2 separate regions of the Mus musculus genome follow, and region 1 is linked to region 2. The links are chromatin contacts, called in public Hi-C maps. All regions are on one chromosome and are shown on one strand. The core of a region is the stretch at or near the end of the contact, and the rest is flanking DNA. Distances in the headings are between cores, read along the strand shown. Region 1 overlaps Gm40124 (a long non-coding RNA gene). Region 2 holds the start of Olfm3 (olfactomedin 3).

Region 1 (6,379 bases), core at 3,732-6,231, 550 kb after region 2:
CAGTACCTGTTAGTCCAGCACCCAAAATGCTCCCGGAACTTCGCCGCATAATGGGAAAAAGCGAACAGAGGAGTTTCCAAAGCAATTGTCCCAAAGAACCCTCAGATAACACTTCAAAGCACTGAGGGCCAGGTGTAGTGCACACACCTAGAACCTAATTAGTCATGAGGCTGAGACAGAACTGAGAGTTCAAGACCAGCCCTGGCTACAGATAGAGACCCTATTTCAACAAACAAACAAGAACAAACCAAAAACGTTAAGACTCCACCCCCAATTGTGACAGATGTTTGTTTAGTATCTGAGAACTATGCCCAAAGGCTACCACTCATTTAGGTAGCAGTGGTGTGTGTGTGTGCATGTGTGTGTGTGTGTGTGTGTGTGTGTGTGTGTGTGTGTGTGTGTGTGCGTGCGTGCATACATGAATGTGTGCCTGTGTACATGTGTTATACAAAGAATGTGGTGGTGGGGCCTACATGTGTGGAAGCCAAAAATCGACACTAAGGTTTTTCCTTCGTGGCTCACCACCTCGGTTTTTGAAACAGAGTCTCTCACTGAATCTGGAGCTTGGTGCTTCCACTAGACAGGCCAATGACCCTCTGTGACCTACTTGTCTCCACTCCCCACCCTGCACTGTCGTTAAAGACATTCACATCTACATTTCTACATGAGTACTGGAGATCTGAACTCAGGTCCTCATTGCTTGTGCCTCACTTTCCTCACTGAGACATCTCTCCAGGCCCCAGTTTAGCTACTTTTTGATGGCAGAGCTTCCCTTTACTATCTGAAGCAGCATCTTTTCACAGATGAAAAAAAGAAAAGCTCTTATGTTCATAGTGACTGTGGACAGACTTAGAATGCCCTGCCTTCACATTAAGGTTCTTCCAAAGATATTCAGTCCCCAAATCAGGAGTTACTGACCAGAAAGGTATGTAATTAACTGAGTAATTATTAGCCTCAGAAAGTTAATTTGTCCAATAGTTTTCTCACTTAACGGAAGGGGATATTAGACAGTGGATCTGCTAAGGAAACCACCCAGTCTGACGCGATCGCCAATGGTGCTGTGGATGGATTGCCGCACAGACATCCTTAAACTGGCGTTCATTGTACAACTGTATTCTGATGAAGAATTTAGAAAGCAATTCCTTAAAGGGCGGAATTCGTGCTTTGTGTGTTTGCTAGTTTTCCTTTTGGAAAAGCCTCATTAAGCACGAGAAGCTGAACAGCAGTTAAAAAATTAAGGGGAGGAGGCAAAACCAGCCTTCCCTGGTCCCAGAGTTCAAATGAGATTGCGCACAAACGGCCTAAGTCTCTCTGCTCTGAGCCCAGCGACTATTATCCCAGCTCCTGTGTGACTTGCATGGCAAATAAAGGAACAGAACACAGAGACAAAGAGCCATGGCTTCTGAAGACAATAAAATCGCTCTGTTGGTTCGCTTGGACAATGTAGTAGGCTGGCTACTGCTTCCCATGTTTCCCCACGCTGTGCGGTCTGTTCATCACAGAGGCAGCTTTTAATAACTGTAAACCAAAGAGAAAAAGGGAAAAAAATAGCAACGTGTGGCACCTTTGCACAAGTAGATAGGAGAGGTTGCTGCTGCTTTTAGACCTTTGTCCAAAGACCCAGACTGAGAAATGTCAGCTTAAAAAGGAACCCCAAGTTTTTGGCCATGCTTGCAAATCTGCACCCTTCAAGTGTGATGTCAAATACTTGCATGGAATTGAAAGCTAATTAAAATACAGTCCCAAATGGGGAACGACTTGGAGAAAGACAGGTTACTCAACCCAAAGCGCCCCTCTCTGAGGTCTAATGAGGCATCTGTAACCTTCGTAGATAGGGGTCATCCCATGGGGAGCAACAGGGTACAGGAGGCTAAACCCTTGGCCTGATGGGATCTGATCTCATCAGAAGAAGCCATAATCATCTGTAAGAAACGACAATTATGCTGGTGATTAAGGTTAACACTGGGAAATGAACATATCCCAAGAGGGAAACTGAGCTGCCAGGAACCACACTGATAGAGCATAAAGCCAGGTGGCTGTGCCTTTCCTCAACTGATGGCCTCGTTATGACTACTTCAAAATGTTTCCCCTCACAAATCAGTCAGTGTCATCTTTCAACAGTAGGTTCCCAGGGCCATGCAGCCCCTCGTGGGTCACAGAAAGCAGAAAGTACCTGCCTGAAAGATGGTGCACAGCTAGTTTAAATCTCTTAAACCCAGATCCTACGGCTCCCATACAAGTTTCCCTTAGCTGGTTTCCCAGGGTTTTCAACCTCCTCAGTGTGGTTTTTTCTCATGGGCACTGAGAATGAGAGTGTCTGGAGGTTATAGATACAGATCAGCAAGTCAGGATTAGAGACTTAGGCTTTGATAATAAAGCCACAGATGGTACAAGTTAAGAAGCAGGTCTGATACTAATGAAATGTATCAAATCCAAATGAAGGGTAAAAAAAACTAAAGAGTCTAGGAAAGGGTCAGAAATCCCAGAAGAGGAGGAGAGGTGAGAAAAGTACACAGAGGCCAAGACAAGGTTCATGTAGACTTGAAGCCAACAGAGCCTAGAACCAGCAGGGGTGTTGATCTGAGGCTGGGTTCTGAGACACGGTCTAAATTCATCTAGAAGTAGCTCTTTTGCTCCTGTAAGGACAAGAACAAATGGCACATAGACCAGCTGGACTTGGTTGAGAAGCATGAGACAGAAAATTGAAAAAGATCCCTGGCAAAGGCCAAGGCTGCTATAAATGCTTTATAGCCTAAGCCTCTCTCTGCTTTTCACTCTATTCTAGGTGGAAAGCCTTGGCCCCATGCTCTATGAAGGCTATGATACCTGCAGCCATCACAACACACTACAAAGAGAGGAATCAGGGTGCATGCTTCTGTATCTATGAAAATTGTCCCCAAGAAGTACCAATTAAGACTTCCATATGAGCATCATTTCACAGAATCTATTGATATGGACAGAGCCAGAGGTGCAGAACATGAAGCCTTTGGGCTGGGTTCAGCGTTCCTCTGTATAAATTGCTATTAACTAGAAGAGTAAGACAGGAATAACTAGAAATTTCTTTAGTCAATTTTTCTAATATTTGACTTCTTCAACCTGATTTCTTCTTGGAGTTCTTCTGAGAACGTGTCACTCATGGTCATGCATATGGCTACACAATGACATTTGAATTGGATGATAAGATGGCTCTGTGGGAGAAGGTTCTTGCTGACAAAGCTGATAAGCTTAGTTTGATCCCACAGACCCTCCTGGTGGTTGGGGAGAATTCACACACACACACACACACACACACACACACAAGCTGTCCTCTGATCTCCACACTCACTGTGGCATACATCCCACACACATACACGAAAATAGATGAGTGTAATAATCTTTTGCAATCTTTCCATGTGTGCACCTTCCCCTTGAGTTCTGCGTGGCAGTGCTAGGCTAGTGCATCCAATTGGAAAGAGGCAAGCAGTCTGAGGGTGTCTTACTCTTGTTGTGACAAAATACCTGGAAAAGACAACTTATGAGTTTATTTTACATCACAGTTTAAGGATTAGTTTAGTCCACCATGGCTAGAAAGTCATGCCTTAGGGACAGTAGGCAGTTGGTCACTGTACATCCATATTCAGGGAAGAGAGAGATGAACTCTGATGTTCACCTCACTTCTCATTTTTCAGTCAGGAATTCCAGGTCATGGGATGCTGCTGTCCACAATTAGAGTGAATGGATCTTCCCACCTCAACACATTCCAAATATTCCCACAGACACAGAGGTTTGTCTCCTAGGCGATCTATCAAGTTAACCATCAATACTAGTAAAGAGATCTCCAAAGTTCCAGATGAGGCCCTAAGAAGTACTGCCCCTATAGTGAGTCATCACAACACAGGGTCTGGGTCCATGTCATGGTGACAGGTGGCTTGAATCAGTCAAGACGGATACGATAGGATGCTCAAACTTGGCTTCTGTGGTTGCCTAGGAGGGTAAAGTATCAGTCGCTTTGTAAACCGTGAGACCCATCCCTGACTCTTTACTTTCTGCAAAGGCCATTCTGCAGCCTACAGAGGCAAAGGCTGAGGAGGCTGAGCTTCCTCTGAAGAGGGCCCCCGAGTACAAGAGAAACACTGTGGGAACTACAGGCTAGAAGGAAAGAAGGAGGTCTTCTGCCTAAGGGGAAGTCCTGCTAAGTTTGTAGAGACAGATAGAACTCAGGCCAGCTTCAGGAATAAGAAATGTATCTCGTGCTTGGGGAAGAACCCAGGCATAGATGTAAATATAAAAAAGATGTTCCAGGGGAACATTGGCAGTGCAGCCTGAACAGGATACATGGTAACTTCTGGAGTCTGGAGACTCAAGCTTGAAAGCTAATCCCATGTAACACTTGCATGATGACTACTGTGTATGCCAAATCATGCTCTAAATGTGTTAGGCACATTAGTTTGTTTAATCCCCACTGAGTAAAAATGACCTTGCCACAGACAATGAAATTGAAGCCCAGAAAGTGAGGCCCCACAGCCAGTTTTCACCGGAGCCAGTGCTAAGCTTTTACTCACTGTGTGAAACTTCCCTGTCCTACAGACTGGTGAAGGACAGTTGCAACTGGGCATTGGAATTTTACACCAAGGACCTAGGACACAATGATTCAATTAGAATCTAGAAGTAACTGGAGTGAGCTCACTGGCAAGTTAGAGCGCCTGAGGCCAAGGACCTTGTATTCGAGTTTTCCAACGAATCAGAAGCAAGCTCAGACACGTTCTCCTGAAGACCAGCAAGGGCATCAAGGAGACTTTGAAGGGTTTTAAGCTGAATGATGAGAAGAACACATTTGTCCTTAGATCGTTTCTCTTGAGGTGTGTGAATGTAAAAATGGCTGGTCGCAGATAGCACACAGGCTTCTGGCCGAGGTCTCCACTAGGAGCAGATACTTAGGAAAGTCAATGTGACAAAGTCCAGCTACCCCCAAAAGGGCAGCTGGGCAGCTGGAGCACTGCCAGGGAGCACAGAGAGTAAGCAGAGCAGCAATTTGCCTAGAGAGGGTGTGGGAAAACAGAGCAGCGTCCAGTACCCTGCAGCAAACTCTAATCCCAGGATAACTATGAGACAGGTAAGAAGAGGTGACCAGGAAATTCCTGAAGGACTCAGGCCCTGCAGGGAACAAAGGACTCAGTCACCCAGACAGAGAGTATAACCCAGAGGGAAGGAAGAACCCAATGCCCCCATGAGACAAAAGCACCAGAGAAAAGCTGGCTGCATGGTGACACCAACCTCCAGCCTTTAGCTCTCCACAGGGTTTTGAGGTTGAGCTGAAGACTTCGTCCCAAAGGAAGTTTTGGGGTCTTGACTGACCTGAAGGAGCAGGACATGGTGCTGAATCCTAGCACAAACTGAGTGTAAGTCCCCGAAACTCCACACTCACGTGTGTTTATCTCAGGGTCTAAGACACTTGAAACAATAACCCAAGTAGAAGTATCTGGGTAAGACTACAGGACAGATTAGATTGTCTAAGCCCAAGGACCTTGAATTAAATTTCTGCAGAGTATCAGAAGCATGCTGAGAGAGGTTCTTACGAAGGATCTGCTCGCAGCATTACAGAGGCCAAGGAGACTCACAGTAAGGTGGAACTAGGGAAGATCGTGGTCTGGTTTCAACCCAAGGGATAGGCCCAAGGTCAGAAGTTTCAGTATCAAAGGACAAGAAAACTTGGATATGACAGCCAAGCATAGAGCAGACACACTCCCTACGGTCTTTTGTTGTATCTAAACCCTGACAGGATTAAACAATGCCTACCTCTATTGGAAGGGAAGCTTTCTCTTACGATCTGAATACTAGTGTCTTCTGAAAACGTCCTCCCTGGCACACCCAGAAATAATGATTCTCAGGTTTCAGGGCACACAGTCAGGTTGATGCATCATACTGGCATGCCAAGTAACCATCCCTGTGCCTCTCTGTCACAGGGAGCAGTTTCTTCTGGCTTTCCTGGTCAGGATCAGAAAACCACTGCAAGGCATGCCTTCCTCCATTCAACAAGAACATGGAGACACCTGACATCTAGATGTTAGGCAGGGAAAAGAAGTTCAGAGTGGAATGTGTGTCCTATCGGGATTATGACAGACGGTGTGGCACAAGCTTGTAAGAGCAGCACAGTCAAACCATCCCGCGTTAGAGAAAACAGCACGGTCTACTCATTACAAAGAGGACATTCAGTGACTGAGAGATTAGTGAGGGGCAGATCTCTGACAAGCAGCAAAAAGCTAAAGCCACTGATAAAGCAGAAGGATCTCGAGCTTTGGGCGGGCATTTTCATCAAGTATTTCTTAGCCTGCTTCTACTGTAACGATACAGTTGGGATCGCATCACAGAACGTGCAAGCCAACAGGCACTGCCTGAAGGT
Region 2 (6,863 bases), core at 1,461-3,960:
CTCACATCCTCTATCTATTGCATCCCTACGAGATGCTACAACTCCAGAAAGTCTTAATGGACTCAGCCCTATCAATGTCACTGATAGTTTCTTCTGACAGAATTTCCTTACCTCTTACCTAAACTTTGGGAATATAAAACTCTAAGTATTAGAATATAAAACTCTCAAGTCTTTTCTTGTCTCCTATGCTGATTGCTCTCTCGGTAGCCTGCACGTCTATCCTGAATCCTAAAACTGTGGGTGAAACGTCACCACATGAAACTAATGGTATCACAGCTTTGCATTAAACCAAACTGCTACCAAGATAAAGTTTAGACATACTTGGGTGTTCCTAAAGTCTGGGATCTGGCCACAGTTAGTGTTTCCACGTACAATTCTAACTACTTATTCCATTACCACTCACATTGTGTTGTGGTAATTCTTAAAAACACAGGTTGCCACAATAGTCAAATGCTCAGGAGCAATGCACATGCACACACAATCCCAGCCTCCATCTGGAAAGTAGAACTCAACTTTTAAAATGCAAATAACTTTAATAGGTTATGAGAGTACTATAAACCATTTAGGTCTTTGCAAATTGAAGTTATTTTTATTTCTTACAACTAATAATCATTATAATTTGAGCTTTTCTACTTCAATGTGGCACTTAAAGCTCCTGTAATAACAACACATTTTAGCTTTTATGCTCTTCATAAACATGAGTGAATCATACACTTGGACTATTGTTCTTTCTCAGTATGCTGGATGACTTATTTGCATCTCTGAGAAATGGAAAGCAGTGCTTTCCATTTGTGCTCCTCTTCCTATTTTTCCCTTTCTTAGTAATTTGCGAATAAGAGTCCCATTCTTCTCTGCCGTTCAATCCCATATTCTTGTGAAGATGCTATTATTTTGTTGGTGATTAGTTCATTAATAAGTACAATTACCATCTGCCACATTGCTTTTTAAATTATCCCATAATTGCATGTATATTAATTTTCAATTGCGGATATTAAACTTCTCTAAAGATCCCCTCTCCCTTTATTAAAACTGGTTGAGTTCCAGGTGTATTTTCAAACATTTAGATTTCCGAAGCTCCTTTTTTATTCTTGCAGTGTAACCTTGTAACACTAATGTAAAATTCCTCATTCTTTCCCCTGGCTGCTCCTTGCTACTCTGCACATAGACTAATGCACTTAATGCTTATTGATCTCTCAAATGGCATGGTTTTTGAACAACAAAAAGAAATAATATCCTGTTTTTCTGGGCATGACTTTTAAAGCATAAAGACCAAAGGAACTTATTTGGATATATTTTAAAGAGAAGTGAATATATCTGAGATTCCAAGCTAGTAGAAGCAAGGAATATTTGAAGGCTCTTAACAAGCACCCCACTTTAAATTTCCTTGAGAATAAAGCATACCCACTGTACATCAGTATCTTCTTCAACTTTAGTAAATATTTTATTTGTCCTGATAACACTGTTAAGTATGTGTGTGTGACTGAAAAATCTTAGATACAAACAATAAAATTATCCCAAGGTATAACAATGATGCTTGTCTTTCTTGTGTCCCAATTTTTTCCACTTTGTCTTAATTCACCCACATTTCCCTTGATACATTTTGCTACATTTTTCTTATATATAAGGCTTTTATATATATATATATATATATATATATATATATATATATATATATATATATATATATCAATAAAAAGAACGACAAAAGGCAAACAAAACAGTGGCTTCTGATTTGTTTCACCGGGAACCTGAAATTTAGATGTAGATCCTTTGTCATATCTATAGAAAGAAGAAAATGACATTTCAAGTATAATCTGAAGTTTAGAACTGTTAAGAAGCCTCAGCCTGAAACCTACCCCATGAGTTTTATAGGAAAATACTAACAAATCAAGAAAGATTATGTCATCAACCAGATACACAGTTGGCAAGAAGGAATCAAGAATCAGATCCCCACCGTTCGTGCACTCATTTTTAATAGATCACACATTCTTACAGGTTGCAGTTTTCCATACCAGTGTGCAAATCTTCACAAAGTGAAAATAGAAATAACCAGGTCTGATGTAGGACTGAGAACCTCCAAAGGAGAATGGAGAACTTTCGTTTTCCAAGGCAAAACTAGAAACTAAGAATTTCTGCAACAGAAGTTTCTCTTCAAGGCCAGCTCTTCTGTCTGTTCCGTTGTAAGGTGCCTAGAGGCGACATTCACACAAGCAGTAGCTGCTAATCTTTGGCTGTGGTTTTAAAGTGATGACACCAATTTTAAACTGCTGTTTGAACAACTGATCCCCTGTTCATACTTCATGATCATCTCAGAAATTATTAACAGACTGTTTTCACGCTCTTCAGAAGGCACTCTAGACTTGCCCAGAGAAATCTGTACAAATTAAGTTTGGCATTTGGAATTTGCACTTTGGCCGCTCCTCATTTGGAGGCTTTTGACTTTGCTGTGAACGATAAAGAGAAACTGATTGTACACAAAACCCAGAAGAGGCAGACTCTGTTCCTGGCTACAGTGCTCTGGGGCTAGAAAACCTCCCCATCCCTGTCACTCCAACCTTGCACCAAACCCTAGCAAGAATATGCTGTTTGTCTAGCAAAGTGTCCTAGAAGAGAGGGAAAGCAGGGCAAGGCCCTTGCAATGAGGGTGGGGGAAGGAGGTTCCCAGATCTGCCTGGTGATTAGAGCAGGGCTTTTGGTCTCTTTTCATGCTGTAGATGTGGCTTGCTGCAGTCACGCCTCCCGCTGCCAGCCGGGCTCCGGGATCCTAATCAGTCACTATGAAAACTCATTAGCTCCACAGCAATGAGTGCTCCACTGCTGAAACTGGGCGCTGTGCTCAGTACCATGGCAATGATCTCAAACTGGATGTCCCAAACTCTCCCATCCCTGGTAGGACTGAACACCACAAGGCTGTCGGCGCCAGATACCCTAGTAAGTCACTCTGGTGGGTTTGGCCATCTTGTATTTAAAACAGTGGGTGTCGTAAATGAGAGATTGCTGCTCTCTTTATGGGTGAACTTCAAAGATAGAGTATCTGTGTGATAACTTTACTCATGGATATTTATGAACACTTTAAAGTTACACCAAAAAAAAAAAAAAAAAAAAAAGTGGGAGGGGGACTGGTGGAGAATTGTCTCTAAAAAGGAAGGTTGGTCTCATTAAATTCTTAAGAATGATGTTTTAGGTAAATTAACTTGAGCTCTGAAAGGATCTTTTTATTATGCTTTGTTTCTATTATATTTCATGCAATGCGTGCAACCTTTGTAATTTCCTACAGGATAGACTATAGCTAGGATTCTCCCTAATCTGTTTTTGTCACAGCAGGTTCTTCCTTTGGAATGCAATGCCTATGGCTGTGTGTAATTAATTCCATCAGAGAAGCCAACATCTTTTTAAAGCATAAGTGAATTATAAAACGAGCTCTTCATCCACATGAAGTTAATGAGTCTTAATTCATCCACACTCAAGTATTTCAAGAAAAATATAAATTAGTAGTTTCTCAAATGAAAATGGAAAATTTGAAATAAAAGACATATTCTAAAAAATGTTCTACTATCAAATAAACATTCACAAAGAACATAATATTTGAAGTTTTTACCTTGTAAATTACTCTAGTGGAAGATGCAAAGAAAAGAACTTCTCCATTTTAGTAGTCGTTTGCAGTTTCTATTAATAGCATATCAATCAATGTCCAGTTAACTATGTAGTCCGATTGAATTAATTACATAATTTGACAGTTTCTCACAGTTTATAGGCACCAGCAGAGAGCATGGGACGCAGATTTGACCTGCCTTCTGCACGTTACCTTCCTAAGGTCCTTAATGGTACCTTAATGACTCCTCTGTGGAGAGTTTCTTCATAGCTTGCATGGCCAGGCCTGGTAGCAGAGCTGTCAAGGAGACCTGCAGCCATGCAGACAGCATGATATCTCATTAATGCACATTTATACAACAAACAATCTGAGGTGCTTAATACTTACTGAGTCAACTTTTTCCAAGGTCCAATTACTTGGTTTTAAAAACAGTTGTAGAATTAATACTTTCAGAAAGACGATTCTTAACTAGTGATAGATTATCTGTCAAATTTTGCATATTAAGTATGGGATGTATACTCGTTTGAATAGGTATGTATACAGGCATCAATGTATGCTTTCTACTGCTATGGAATAAAGAGCACCAAATTTTCAGGAACCATCTGTTTCTCTTTCAGGACTTTAACTTTTTTTTTCAAATTCGAAGTGAAAGCTATATGGTTGATAATCAATCCAATTATGAAGCATTTCTATAGGTGTGTATACATCCCAACACAACAGTTCTTACTTTATTTGGCCCTCCTTGGCAAATAAACACAAATTTAGAAAACTGTAAAAAGTTCTGAAGGTCACATTATGGTTCCTGATCAAACATCAGTGAATGGTATTCTGATATTTTCTGAAATGAAGAAAGATTAAGTATCAAACCTTTTATTTTTCTTATTGGGTTCTTCAAAGATAACTAGAGTCTTTTACCTAATTATTCAAGATTATTGCCCATGGCTTAGAATCTTTATGATGAAGAATAATAACCGGAGCATCTTTAGAGAAACAGAAATTGTTGATGCTGCAACAATTATATCAGACCTTAGAAATGGTTTGGTCTGCGCATGTTCACACTATCATTTATTTATTCAATTGTTTACTTAATTGTAAACTTGTGTTTAAATTTTAATCTTAGATGATAAGTGAAGAATTTTTTTCAATTAAAATTTTAGAGGAAATGCAATTTGTGCAACAGGTTATAGGTGACATAACTAAGAGGAGGAAAGATGTACAGAGCATCTGCCATCTGCTTCCTTCCCACATAGTCTAACCCTTGCCCCAGGCAAAATATTCAACAGAAACCTTGAGCTCTGGGGTTTAATTTGAGTTCTGATTGAGATAATCAAATATCCACACTGTACATGTGTGACAGCTGGCTCAAACTGTGTAGCAATTAGATTTTTATAAGTAGCCATGTAGAACCAAGCCATAAAACCACAGTCTTGCCCAGTGAGCCATGTCTCCATGATATCAATTGCTAATCTGTAACCTTTATGGCTTCCAGTGTCTACTAGGTTCACCCTGCCTTGCTCAAACTGTTTCTCATGTTCCTGGACTTTCTTCTATCCCTTTCCTACAGACCTATAGCATCACCCTTTGAAATTTACATCTTCATCTTATTGTCCTCAAAGAGAAAGGAAATAGCTATGTACTTCAACTCTATACCTATTCTCAAACATTTTTTGCAATAATGTAGGAAAGAACCTCCTAAATTGTATCACACACATAATGGGTGTAGTGAGGAGGGCTTTTTTACAAAGGCTTTTTTTTTTTTTTTTTTACCTGATTCCTTTAAAATAATCCCGTATGGAATTAAGGGCTTGGGATCATTAATTCAATTTCTATGTAGCTTTCTTTCCAATTAGATAAAAGAAAGATGCTTCCTTGGTATAGTAGATACAACTAAATGTAGTGGGTCAGCTTTCCTCATCAATTTTTCCACTCCTAATTTCTAACTCCATGTTAATCAGTATAAACGAGATGATCCAGTATCTGTGAAGAAATCACACACACACACATACACACACACACACACACACACACACACACACACACACACACAGAGAGAGAGAGAGAGAGAGAGAGAGAGAGAGAGAGAGAGAGACTCAAACATGTATCAAAATAGGTTTCATGTTTGTACAGTATAGTAACAGAAAGAAAAAAATGTAGTTATGCAAGTATTATCATAGCTTTAAAAAAAAAAGTTTCATTTGACCTAAAAAACAAAGCAAGAAAGACATTTTGAAATGTTAAGAGATAACAAAATTGGTTTATGGAAGGTGCTTTGGAAATAGCAGTCTGTGATTGTTTCAAGAGCTAAGGGAGGTTTCAAAATTGCAGGACACTGTCTACCAGGGGTTAATTAAATAGAGCTCTTTACAAAGTAATAAAATCCCTTGCAGTTGTTTTTCAAATGTTGATATTATTTCTATTTTTCTTGCTTAGCTCCCCCCCCCTTCTACATAGTGGAGTGGGCTCATGGCCTTTGGAGAAGCTGAGAGAGTTATCTTCAGGTCTCTGCAGGCTCAGGCCCCCTCTGGCCCTTCTCTCTGATGCAGAGTTACTTCCCCTGTAGGCTTAGCTTCTCAAAAATCCCTCATGCTGTGGAAGCCTTACCAAGAATAACCTGGAAAAGAGCAATTTAAAAAGCAGAGAATGTTCAGTAGACACTGTTCCCAAATAGCCAGCCCTACTGCTGTAGAAGGAAGAGGCCTTGAAGGGTCCTGTGTGCATAAGCCATTTTTTTAAGCAACATTTTCAGACATCTATCTGGTATCTCCTCATATGCAACTACTCTGTTAGTCAGTTTAACTGACCTTAATTCTCTGACAAACATTGCCGGAATCCTCCAAGGATCTTACTCTAAAATAACAAATGTGGTTTTATAGTTCTGAATGATGATATCTAATTTTACCACGATTTATTGACTTGGGGGTGTTTGGAGTTTGTTTTGCAGTAGGAAGGAAGGAGCCCAGGCCCTTGTACATGCTGCCTTTCTATCACATTACCTTTCCTCCTGACTGTTTTTCTCTCTCAAAACATCAGGCAATAAATGTCCATTATGTGCTAAGACAACTAAGTAAATTAACCAGAGTTGTTTGAAAGCTCTGAATAACAAATCTTGAGAGCAACAAAGTATGTGGTGATTGCGGTTTTTTTTTTTTAATAGAAGCTTCATCCTTTATAAAGGATGCGAGTGGATATATTTTTGTTTGGGATTCTGAAGCAGATGTAGGGTCTAAGAGAAAGTCTCCAGAAAGGTAATTTCAGGTCACAAACTTCAGTT

Evidence for each region. Hi-C and Micro-C count contacts between places; a contact is called where the count stands out from the background.
Region 1: a contact with region 2 is called in a Hi-C map of liver, with 2.4 times the contacts expected there. The contact joins the enhancer-like site here to the promoter of Olfm3 in region 2. A contact is called at or near these places in 1 of 484 Hi-C or Micro-C datasets (liver) and 1 of 115 datasets of contacts at active chromatin or transcription factors (extraembryonic endoderm stem cells).

Annotation. Positions count from the first base shown.
Region 1 is chr3:115,630,715-115,637,093 of GRCm38.p6, forward strand. Gm40124 (a long non-coding RNA gene) reads right to left here. Exons shown (of 3, transcript XR_867569.1): 3 at 5,979-6,379. Among named protein-coding and RNA genes, the nearest start is that of Gm40124, 7.8 kb to the right of the region's middle. Within about 2 kb of position 4,982, at least 5 of the 459 cell types and tissues checked have an H3K27ac peak or open chromatin away from gene starts, as enhancers often do. A contact at or near this core is called in liver, where this site is marked.
Region 2 is chr3:115,078,255-115,085,117 of GRCm38.p6, forward strand. It overlaps Olfm3 (olfactomedin 3), which reads left to right and starts at 2,711. Exons shown (of 6, transcript NM_153157.3): 1 at 2,711-2,931. The coding sequence starts at 2,803.